Regions from separate parts of the Gossypium arboreum genome. Here region 1 is linked to region 2. The links are chromatin contacts, called in public Hi-C maps. All regions are on one chromosome and are shown on one strand. Each heading gives the region's core, a stretch centred on a gene start, on an enhancer-like site or on the middle of the called end of the contact. The rest is flanking DNA. Distances are from core to core; before and after follow the strand shown. Region 1 holds the start of LOC108470839 (membrin-11). Region 2 overlaps LOC108473652 (protein RRP6-like 2).

Region 1 (6,094 bases), core at 3,417-5,916, 87 kb before region 2:
ATTTTATTTTTATTTTGCACATTTTGTTATCTCCATTAGTTGTATATCTATACTATTATTTAAACTTTTGCCTGAGTTGGTGTCATGAGTCAACTGAGCACTAACTCGATTAAGAAATTACGAGAATAGATTTCTGTAATTATAATAAATAATATTATTCGAGGATATTTTAGTCTTACACATTAAATAAAGATAAAAATGTGCATATTGTGATATTTGAACCCACACTTAAATTAAAACTGTATTTTAACATTTTAGAATTAATAATGTATTTGATTGATTTAATGTCATAAGTTAACTTGATACCAATTCAAGATTGATAACAATACCATGATAAACAATTTAATCTATTTTTTATTTTAATAATATATATATTTAGTAATTAATTTCAAACAATATATTTTATTATTTATTATATGTTATGTAAATAGATATTTATGTTTAGCGTGAAAAGATTCCCAGTATAATTAGAAGAATTGAAATGGAATGGAAGTACAGAAAAGTTTTAATTATTTTATTAAAACTAAAAAGGGTGTTTTTTTGGTAAAAAAATCTCGTCTCCAAATTCAGAAAGTGATATTTAAGTGATAAGCGATGGGTTCTTTTATTTTAGCATTCCAAGTACATCAAATTGTACCAAATTTCCCTTCTCTGACTTTGGGCCCCGCATTTTAAATATCGCTTATCTCTTCGCTACATTATATTTACCCATTTATTTATTTGTTTTTGAAAAGAATATTTTATTTGAATTTCACTAATCAAACTTAAAGATTTGATTGTAAAAACTTGAAAGAACATGGATAAAATAAAATGATGTTTTGTTAAAATAATAAAATTATGATATCTTAACTTTAAATATTATTATGTATATTTTTTAAAAAATTTATATAAAATATATAATATAAAATATTTTCAAAATAATATTTATTATTTTATAAAATAAATTTTTATAATTTTACAACTGAATCAAGATTCGATTGATGAATAACGTCAATTCAATAAAATACTATGAAATATAATCATTTTATTTAGAATTTAATAGTAGTTCTTCAATAGGTTACTTTCCTTTTAAAATTGGAGTTGTTAAATCTTTGTGAGAAAATAACATTTCCCATTTAATTCGAAAGAAAAATATTGTTGTTCTTAATTCAGTTTCATTACTTTTATGCGATACGTTTTCACCACAAAATTATAAATATATATATTTAATTATGAATTTATTTTATATACTCTTCAATTACATTTTAAAGTATATTCTAATTTAGTACATATGAAACATTTAAACTATTTCAATTTATTTTATTTAAAATGAATAAATTAAAATTATAAACATAATTAGATTAAACTACTTATTTGTTAATAATAAATAGAAATGAAAAGTGTTACAATTAATTAAATCTGTAATTTAATTTAACGGTAGTGATCCAAATGTATCAAAATAACTTTCTCTAAATTTTAATTAACTTTTCAATATACCAAATGTTGAAATGAATCAAATTCCCAAATATTAAAACAAACATTAAAATAATCAACAATTATCTTCCACATGATAGCTAATATAATTATGCTCCAAAGATTATTTATACATTTTATGCTTCATTTGAGAAGATGAAATTAAATATTTGGATTTGAATTTTATTTATTATATAATGATAATAATGAAATGCGTGGGCACATTACTACAGGTTCAATATAATATACATTTGAAAGATATAAAAACCTAAATTAGTGAAATTAAAAATATTTTCAAATTTTCAAATTCAAACTAGAAAATGTTACTTCTTAAAAAAATTTAACTTACGAAACCACAAAAATATACGATCTAATCATTAACTAGATTCACAGTCACAGTTGATAGCAAGCAACTTTCCACAACTTTTTCTACTTTCAATTCAAGCAAATAACACTGGCAATGCTTTGTAGCTAAATATGGAAGTGCTTACCGCCACTGCTTCCTGATCCGAATATCGAATTAACAATCTATAATCCTGAATTCCGGATTCATATCCCTCACCTTACCTGTTCTTCCAACTCTTTTTCACATTTTCATATTCCAAATCAACGTCCTCTGTAAATGCACCATCTATTTTTGTCATCTCTTCTATATATCAAAGCTGTTCACGTTAAAACTTGCGCTACTTGTCTTCTTAACATGATCAGAGATCCAGGAAAACAAACCTTTGTGCTTAGGAGGAAAAGTGAATCGAGAAAAACAGAAAATCACCGGGTCCATTTCCAGAAAAAATACACAATGACGACTGTCAAAACCATCCCCACGTATTTGATCCATGTATCAACACGGTTCCTCCTCTCAATGAGCCTCAGGACAGAGTTGGAGAGCCCCACCGTGTTAAGTACATCCAAGGCCTTTCGTTGTGCTCTCTGAACAAAAACAAGACTTCCATTCAAAAACTCAATGGTTGTTACAACTTGCAATAAATATCAAAATGCATCAACCACCAGCCTTTTCTTATTTCAAGCAAATGACTTGAGTTATCAACAATTTATAACTAGTCACTTAAATTATAGCACCTGGGAATCTATACTGTTGAACAAATAAACAAAAGAGAGTTCACAATCTAGTGCACTCAACTATAGATTAAAAGCGGAATACAGCATCCAATAACTAATCGCTAGTGTCAGAGTAGATATGGATATATGATTGAAAGGGTATGTTAAAAATTTCAAAGTTAGGGGACTTTTTTTTTTTTTGGGGGGTTCATATCTCCTTACCAAAATCTAAATATGCATTAGACATGGGTATTTCAAGAAAAATGAATAGTGAGAGTACAACAATAATATAAGGCAGTATTTCCTCACAAGTTATGAAATAGTTTCTATTTACGGATAGCAAAGAAAAGAAACCCAACTTAACAAAATCCACAACGATTAATAAAACCAATTGTGACTATAAAATATGTTGAAACTGTTAGATGTGCTGTGAAATTAACTGCATCTGTTAAATTTTCATTAACATTATTTAAATAGAAATGCATCAGCAAAGGACCTCATTTTCTGTTTATACCTTGAGGCGATCTCTTTGTTCTGCATATTTGGAAAGGATTGCTGTTCCAGTTTCAAAAGATTCTTGCAACATTCGTGATGAATTTCGAACTGATTGCATTGCTTGTGCTTCCTCATCAAAAATTCTCAGGACATGAGCTGACTCCCCATTCTAAGAAAAAAAAAGTAAAAAGACTCAAGAAAAGCTAAAATCAGCTCCATTTGCCGACAAAAAGGAAAAATTTTACATACAGCTCTTCCAAGCAACTCAGCTCTCTCTTTCGCTTCCAACATCCGTCTCTGATTCCTCATAGAATACTTGTCTAAACTATCTTTCAAAGAGTCAGCCTCTTCAGCCACTTGTTCAACTTTTCTGTTTGCCAAATATAAACAGCCTCGAGGTGTAAGAGCAACAAACTGACATAAGTTACAATAACATCAATAAGCATGGTAGTTGGAAATCATCAAAACAGCACTAACCAGTTTCAGACTTCACCAAAACAAGGCACACCTCGTAACTCAATAAAGGAAAAGAAATCTAATCAATTAGGCATACAATTGATGTATTTATTTGTTAAACTAAAACTATTAGACAATTTAACATAGGAGTCAGACTACTCATAAAGACGCTTTGTCAGTCAAGTCTTGAGCTCAAAATTGTTTTCTTTTAAAATTTTAGCTGTTACTTTCATTTTTCAGGACAAAATCTTAAATGCTCGCTCTCTTTATATTTGAGTCTATGATCTATGTAAGCAAGAAATTTGATTTCTAGTGAACCTGCAAAGCTAACGTTTGTTGCAATTTATCAAACTTAGTATCAATTGCAAATTGCACACCATTGTGTTACTGGAATTTGCTTAAATCTGCCACCTCCAACATCCCATGCATAATAATCATAAATAAATAGAGATAAAATGAGTTGTACAACCGAAGCTAAAACACTTTGAACTAAATTCAACTTCTATTGAAGAAAAATTAACTGAAACAATCAGGCACAATAAGTAATTTTCCAAGGAAAGAAAGGATCATCAGTAATAAATTATCCAAGACCTCAATCATTTGAAGATTAAGGATATTGAATCAAATTGACAAATTGAAGACAAATACTGAAATTCTGAAATATAAAAGGATTTACAATAAACAAACTAGAAGAAGATTGACATGTTTAAGAACTAAATAGCAAAATTCCATAAATAGTGAGAAATGTGATATTGTGTAGGCGTTGGGGTAATACCTTTTCCAGAGATCGCGTTGAGATTTGGCGGGGATAGAACGCCAGAGGCGATCCATATCAGCGCATAGAGAGTGGATCTGAGAGATATCTTTCTTCACGGCGAAGGAGAGTTCAGGAGAATCGGTACCGGAGACGGAGCTCTCGAATCTCTCTAAGCGTTCGATCCCATCCCTTGCTCGAAGAAGTAGCTTTCTAGCGCTTTGATACACTTCCGATAATGTCCCTCCTCCTTCCATCCCCGCCATGCTTGAATTCCCAAAGAAAGCGTGTTCTTGTTTTTCCCTTACAGAAAAAAATGGGTGCAGAGCAGGCAAATGGAGATTGCTTTAATTTTTTGTTTTTGGTTTTATTGTTTTTACTGAATTGCGGTTTTGAATTTCTTTTGGCAGGTAAACACATCATTAGAGCCTATCATGTACGGCCACGTCAGAAGATACGGCATCCCGTCTATATTAGACCGTCACAGCACCCTTGTTATTAAGGGTTTTTCTTTTCTTAATTCACTTTTATACTTAAAATACATTTAATTATTTTATGGATGTATTTAATTTTTATAAAATTATATTATATTAATTGTTACACTAACTTTTATAAAATTAAATTACAATCACATCTATATATCTATCTTTTAGGAGTCATCCACTAATATATCTAAGACAAAGCGTCTTCCCAATTGGACTTGATAGATGACATATTAGTCTTTTGATCGGTTTGCTCATTATCGATTAGACTATGGACATGTTTAGGTCTTCCTAATACAAACTATCTTTTCGTATTACGATTCGACCATGTAATATCGCTTAGTATTAGTTTAAACATTAGACAACCAATAAGCAATATTTATTTCTAATTTGATTTGTATGCAAAAACCACATAAGGACATTATACAAAGTTTATTAATGTATCCATGAAATATTTTTATTTACCAATTTGTTCGAAAAAATTAAAAGTGTACATAGACGAAAATACTACACTTAGGGCATCAGATCCAACATGCTTAACTCAGCATATGCAATAATGACAACCTTTTAGCTAAGTTAAAAATTAAGCTTGTGTTACTTAATCAAATTAAGCTTTTCGAGCAAGGTGTCTGTGAGAATTTCGACATTTATTTGGATGATTGCCTCTGGTTTAGCAATCGAATCTGTGTTTTTAATAATTCTTATTTGAAAAGAATAATTTTGTGCGAGGCTCACAATGGTTCTTTTGTTATGCACCTCGGTAGTGAAAAAATGTATCGTCACTTGCGAGAATCATACTGGTGGCCCGAAATGAAAGAGAAATTGTGGAGTATGTCGTTAAGTGCTTGACCTGTCAACATGTAAAAGTCGAGTATCAAGTTCCTATCGGGTTGCTTCAGCCTATCCCTATTCCTTAATAGAAATGGGAACGGACTGCCATAGATTTTGTGGTTGGTTTACCAACTTCACTGAGTAAAAGAAATGCAGTCTGGGTGATAGTGGATTGATTGATGAGTCTGTTCATTTCTAGTTGTAAGAACTGATTGGTCACTTCTGAATTTGGCTGAATTAAATATTCATGAGTAGTTAGAGTGCATGGTATGCTTATGTCAATTATCTCAGTTCATAACCCATGTATTACCTCAAGATTCTGAAAGCAATTGCATGAATCATTGGGTATGAGGTTGAATTTCAACAAAGGTTTTCATCATCAATCTGATGCCAATCAGTGCAAGTTATTTATGTAATAGCCTGTTTTAGGGTCAAATCGGAACAGTGATTTTGGAACCACAAATCCGAAGTAAAAATATTTATTTTATTATTTCTTTAAGGTCTATAGCATCAAAGAATGATTGTGTGAAAATTTCAATAAGAAATTTTATCGATTGAGTACTCA
Region 2 (6,615 bases), core at 1,265-3,764:
CTATTAAGGGACATGGACGGAAGCGTCAGTCCCGTAATGCGAAAAAGCGATGAATACACTGTTGAGAAGGCTAGGCGCGGATTCTAAGCCTCATGAACCTTTTTGGGGAATGTTGACAACCTTCAGCTAGATTAGATTTAGTGGCTCTTAATTTTTGGGAAAAAAACAAATAAAAATAATAGAAAGGGAATTTTTTATTGAAATATGAAAAGAACAAAAAGACTAAATTTATGGGGGAGAGAGTGTTACAGCAAAAAGATGGCCCAAATTTGTGTCACTTCATCCCCTATTTATAGTACTAAGAAACCTAGCCTATTCCTAATTAAATTCTAAAAGATAAATACAAATAATTAAAGATAATTAAAGATAAATAAAAATAAATCCTAAAATTAAATCTAAAAAATTATCCTTAATAATTATCCTAATATAATTAAACATTAAATAGTCTTGTGCTATAAAATCTCTTCTTTAAAAGTCTTACACACTTTGCATTTTCGGCACCACTTCTGTCCTACTTCGCATGTTGGCTCACTTTATCTCTAAATTCACGCTTTTCGCCCTTAAATTTACTTTTTCCTTCAATTTAGTTCCTAAAAGATAAAAGACCATAAAATAGTCCAAATTAGTAGGATATACTCAAAATAAACATGCAATTAGCACATAAAATATGTCGTTCTAGAGTATTATCATAAAATATAATAACTCAACCCGAAGTTTGACTCGGAATTTGACCTGATTAACCTCCCTATATATATATATATATATATATATATTAAATACATCTGAGGGGGACAATACTCAGTACTCCATTTTTCATTATCTTCTTCCCTGCCACTTGACCAGGACACCATCTCCTCCTTATTAACCTCTATTGATACTGTGTATCAATAATTAGCATTAAAAAGTATATAAACTTATAATACTTTAAATATATTAAAAAAAAAATTATTCTTCTTCTTCTTTTTTCCCCTTTTCTTCCCTTTAAAAGATGAAATTAACCTTCCACAATAACAAATTTTCATTGTTTACCTGCCTACAGAATTCTCAATTGAAGCACATTAAGCAATCGGGCTGTTTTTATATTACGTTAACTATATATCTATACATCTTTATATATAGTATTTATTAAGTGTATTACTAAATTAGTATCATTCTCAATGGAGTCACTATTTCAATCAAAAATTACAAAATGTCTATCTATAATTAGAAAAATTATATTATTCAAAAATATTTTGGTTTTTCATTTTAACAAAATTAATTAAAATATTATATGGTGGGATCTGAACTTGCACCAATTAAATTACTAATCTAGTAAATTTACTACTTAACCAAAATTTTATTTTAATATATTCTATATATATTTGTTTTATATGCACAATTTACTATCTCCATCAATTTTATATATATTATATTCTAACAATATTGTTCATTGAGTAAGTCTCACAAATTAACTCGATACTAACTTATAATTAATGATAAAATCGTGATAAACAATTACACTGCATTTAATATTGTTTAAATGATGTATTTATGTATTTAAATTTTGCTTTACTCAGAATTTAATTCATTTACTTAATATGATTAATTAGTTTCAAACTATCCATTTCATTGTTTATTGTATGTTAGCTTTAAATGGGCATCTATGTTTCAAATATATGGCTTCTACAGTTGTACGTGTGTAATAAGATTTTTAGTACTAACAATATATTTAGTTGAGTTACTATCACAAGTTCACCGACTCAAAATTGATAACAACACACTATTAAACAATTAAATCTAATCTTTTTAATTTTAATATCGCATATATTTTATGTGTAATTATTATTAATTAGTTTCAAGTCATACGTTTCATTATTTGTTGTAAATTATTTTTAAACAAACACACATATTCTAAATACAAGATTTCACACGCACAAGCATTTGATATGGTTGCCAATACATATTAAATATTATATTGAGTTGATGTCTTAAGTCAATTGCATACCAATATAGTTATAAAATTACAAAAATATACTCTATACAAATTAATTTATATTTTTATGAGGGTGTTTTTGTCTGTTCATATAATAAATTAATTTAAAATAATCATAATAAAATTACGCCAAAAACACTATGCATGATAAACAATTAATTTTACCATTGTAATCAAAATATCAATTAATTTTTATGACTTTTAATAAATATATTTGTTGCATACTTTTTTAACTCATGTCATAGATATACCCTTACGAGTAAATTATAATATATTTTCTAGGACATAGAGTTAAAAATCATTAGTAAAATCCCTGTCTAATTGAAGTCACGAGAATTTTACATGATTCTAGGTTATCCCTCCTTAATAGCAAGCTCCTAAGAGTAGATTTCTTAGAGTTCATGCCATCTTTTTAATAGTTTTTCATCATAATAATCATTTTTTTAATCTTACATTAAAAAAATGGAAATAATAAAAGAGAGCAAATGCTAGAATGTGCTATGAAGATGATGGTTGTGATTACGTGATTTTTTAGTACGGCCGACGAGATCGCACATGGCCTAATCTATTAGAGCTTCTCCAGGAACATATTCATTTATCTTTGTACTCATATTGTTGAATAATTTATGCTATCACAAGCATTTTCTTAAAGAAAAACACAGATAGTACTAAGATGGTGTAAAATTAAAAAGCAGATCCTAAAATCTTAACTAGGTATTGGTTTTAGCACGTATGTGTATTGCTTTGTTTTTAAGCTCTACTCAAATTGGGGTGTAAACGGATGGCAGTCTAGCAAGATTATCATCTTTTTCTATTGATTAGGATTAACACTTCAAATGCACACTTGTTTCTAATTTGTCTTACAGGATTATGGTGCCTGAGCCAAGGATCATCGGAAAGTTGCACTTCTGTTCCCAGATGCAGGAAAAGCTTGTCGTCGCCTAGCTTGAGGAAATTGTTTAGACCCATCTTCTATTTGCAGTCGCCCCATTACTGAACTTTTCTTCTTACCACCAGACTTTGCATGGCTTCCTGATTCTGTCTCTGCATCTTCTCCAAACTTAATCTCTTTCCTAGCTGCTTCATAATCAAATGGCTTTATTTGCAAAACACCACTAGCTTCGTTTGATTTCTTCACTGTAACTGCTTTTCTGTTTTGATTCATAGACTCGAAGCACTGTTGGAAGCTGGTAGATAAATCGGATAAAGACATGGTCTCATCTTCTTTCTCCGTTTCAGAGGAAGGTGCCATACAACTCTCCTTCCCAGGTGTATCATTTACTTCCGGACTACCACTACCATCAACTTGTTCATCCTTTTTTGAATTATCTTCTAACATGATAATATCTTCTAATGTCGACGACTCAGTAGCTACCACAGCAGGAGGTTCTTTGGGCTGTGGAGCTTCTGGAAATTTAGTTGGCTCGTTAACAGGAGGTTTTGACTGCTCTGCTGTGCCCGAGAATGAGTGAAATGAAAGATTTACTGAAGATCTGATCTGCGCCAACTTACTATCTTCCTTCTCCTAGATGACGACAATAAACAAGTTAGCAATGAATTACTTTCCACAATATGCACAAAGGAATCAAAACTAAAGTAATCGCAATGATAGACAAATGCGACTGTCAGGGACTGTGATGGAGCATTTACACTGGTTTCAATACAGCAACAAATCAAAAGCCACAACACCAAAATAGAGGAATAACTTGACTTACCTTTTTCTCCATATCAAATTTCTTCTTCGTGGAAGCATTCCCCAGAAGTGCTCCAAAGCCACGGCTTGGTTTCTTTAGAACCTGAATAGTTGCTCCAGTTGCCTACAGGTAATAGGTATTTTATCCAGCAGCTACTCGTCAGGAAAAAAAGATCACCATCTACAAAAGTATTAACAACTTACCATCTTTGCTGAAGGTGGAATAACTGTATGGGCATTTGCATCTCCACTCTTTCCCGAGATGACAAGATTTTCTCTCGCATACAATGAGCTACCATTCACATGTGGCTCAAAAGAGAATCCTTCTTGTTTTTTGTCTCTGTCAAGTTCAGTAATACTACTTCCAATCCTGATTGATTCGTGTTTATGTTGCAGAGAAGCAGATTGTGCACTTATCCCATCAGGTCCTACTACAGCATCATCTATGATTCTTGTTCTATCATTTGCAGTTTTCAAGTCTGTAGGAGTCACAGGAATTAAGACCTCAGCTCCCTCTTTAGCTGCTATATGTTGTTCTGATGCCTGCACAGTAGAAACCTTACAGTCATCTTAACAGAAAGTAATTATAAAATCAACATATTCCAATCAATTGTAAGTTCAATGAAATAAACAGTAATGAGGAAGTAGCACAAAGAATGGTAATCATCATTGTATCAACCCATTCTCGGGACTAAGATAAAGTTTCTAAGGCTTATTCGATGACATTTTATCAGACTTCATGTAACTGAATCAATCAATTAGCACACTTCATGTTTGTAGCTTTCCTATGTTAACATTATGATTCACTTGATTGATTTTGTTCTATAAGTCATACAAACAGCCTACTACAACTCAAAATGCTTTCATTTTTACTTCTGGACAATGATCACAATTCACAACCCATTTGATGACTAAAAGAAAAATGAGATAATAACACACAGAACAGATTTAACAAAATACATTAAAACAATACGATCAGGGTTGTCAAATCAGTGTAATTAATCTTACATTTAGCATATGTCCCATTTTAAGTTGTTGAGCAGCAGCTTCAAATGCAACAGCATTCTGCATAGCATGCCTGATGATGCTAACAACTGCACCAAGGTTTCGCTCCACATATGGGTGTCTAGATTTCAACAATTGACGTAACTTGTGAGCAGCTACAGGCATCTGCTTGGCTTTTAGCAGTAAGAAAAACAAAAAGTGCTTCAGGAAATATCCCAACAAGCAGTATGAAAAAAGAAGATAAATATACTGGAAATTGATAAAAACAAGAAAGTTCCTACCGATTTCAAGAAGCATCTTGTTTGGCAATACATAACCAGTACTTTCATCCTCTGCACGAGCAATAATGTCTCGCCATTCACAAAGCCCCTATAAACCATTTAGGTGAGACGCAAGATTTAAGGGATATCATCTATTTTTTACTAGTAAGGCTATTATATATCAAATATGTTCTCTGAATTAAAATTAGACATTTCTTATGATTTACCAACCAATCCATGTGTTATCTTAAAAGTAAACAAAGGGCCAAGTAGATATGAAATCAACAAAAACTTACAGCAACAACTGCTAGCTGCTCAGCATTGAAACCAGCCACCTGCAACCTATATTAAATAGAAGAAAAAACAAAGTTATTTAGAAATTATGTAATATATATTTAAATCATGTAGCCTTAGCAAGTAACACACCCATGTATATGGAGATATGAATTCTCTGTCAGGAGCTCTTTCTCAAACAGTTGTGTACATACATCAGAACTTCGCTTGTAGACCTGCTAGCAAGAGAACATTTGCTACTACGATGATGGTCAATAACAAAAAACAGAAAGCAACAAAGTTCACAAATTCATGCATCCATGTAAACTAATTTTGAAGGAAGATGAAATGGGCAAGAAAAGTAACAAAACATGTACACTGTATGCATTTTACTCGATGAAACCAATGAAGGTATCCGAAGAATCGCATTATATTGATATGGATAGTTGATCAACAAATAAATTTTCAACACCTAGCCTCAGTTATAGGTTATACACTGAAGATCGAATAAAATAGAAGGTCAGAAGCCAGTAGAATGTGGAAAGGAACACAGCTCTCACATGAATGTAACTAAAATTAAGACTATCAAATCTCTAAGCTTCTGTTAATCTAGAAGTGTTAGCATATGATATGGCATGCTGTTATAAATGTAGAAAATGCTGTGAGCTATCATTTACAGCATCATACCTCTACCAAAGGAGCGTCCAAATGTTCACCTTCCTGGGGCATTGACAGCAATTTGATTCTCATTAAATCATAAATGTACAGTAAGTAGTGTGTGTCTTCTCTAGCATATCTGACATAAAAATTGTAATAAACAGAAAAAATTAATAGACAGATAACAATCAAAGTTTCCTCTTCAATAATTGCAATCAGAGTGACAGAACCTGAAATTTTCTTCAGAGTAATATGTTAGTTCAAAACATAAATAAAAAGCAATGTGTTTTCACTTCATATTGATTAAAAAGTCAAAATTAACGACTATTCACATCTTTGTGTTTGAATTTCTTCTCATAAAAAAACATATAAAATATCAGTAATGGTGGTCTTACAGATTTTATGGTTAATTTCTTTCCTTTTCTGATAAGTTTGATGGGGTTAAGTCAGCACTACTTTGAGCACAGGAAAAATAAAGATGTCACGGTTTGCATAAAATTGTTCAAAAGAAATGATGCTGCAGGCAAAACTAAGAAACAACGGTTTGTCATAAAAACTATGTCAAATTTACAGTTGAAGTAACGCTTTATTTTTTTTCTCTTTCTATAATTCTTTTTTTAAAAAGGAAGTGGTCAATAGCAATCAATCATTAGCTTTAATGACATATGCTAGTGCAGCAATTAGACATTATTTAACTAGCAAGAGAGAGTCAAGCAGCTGAAAGGTAAAAAAGCAACGTTACCTGAGCATTTCAT

Evidence for each region. Hi-C and Micro-C count contacts between places; a contact is called where the count stands out from the background.
Region 1: a contact with region 2 is called in a Hi-C map of leaf, with 3 times the contacts expected there. The contact joins the promoter of LOC108470839 here to the enhancer-like site in region 2. A contact is called at or near these places in 2 of 5 Hi-C or Micro-C datasets (both in leaf).

Annotation. Positions count from the first base shown.
Region 1 is chr11:102,928,726-102,934,819 of ASM2569848v2, reverse strand. LOC108470839 (membrin-11) reads right to left here and starts at 4,666. Exons shown (of 5, transcript XM_053022360.1): 1 at 4,238-4,666; 2 at 3,256-3,376; 3 at 3,026-3,175; 4 at 2,179-2,382; 5 at 1,752-2,068. The coding sequence starts at 4,482. The coding sequence ends at 2,221.
Region 2 is chr11:102,838,585-102,845,199 of ASM2569848v2, reverse strand. LOC108473652 (protein RRP6-like 2) reads right to left here. Exons shown (of 14, transcript XM_017775329.2): 6 at 6,603-6,615; 7 at 5,891-5,999; 8 at 5,357-5,439; 9 at 5,227-5,272; 10 at 4,952-5,039; 11 at 4,674-4,843; 12 at 3,870-4,208; 13 at 3,688-3,789; 14 at 2,548-3,497. The coding sequence ends at 2,862. Among protein-coding and RNA genes, the nearest start is that of LOC108473652, 7.2 kb to the right of the region's middle. Within about 2 kb of position 2,514, at least 1 of the 2 cell types and tissues checked has an H3K27ac peak or open chromatin away from gene starts, as enhancers often do. A contact at or near this core is called in leaf, where this site is marked.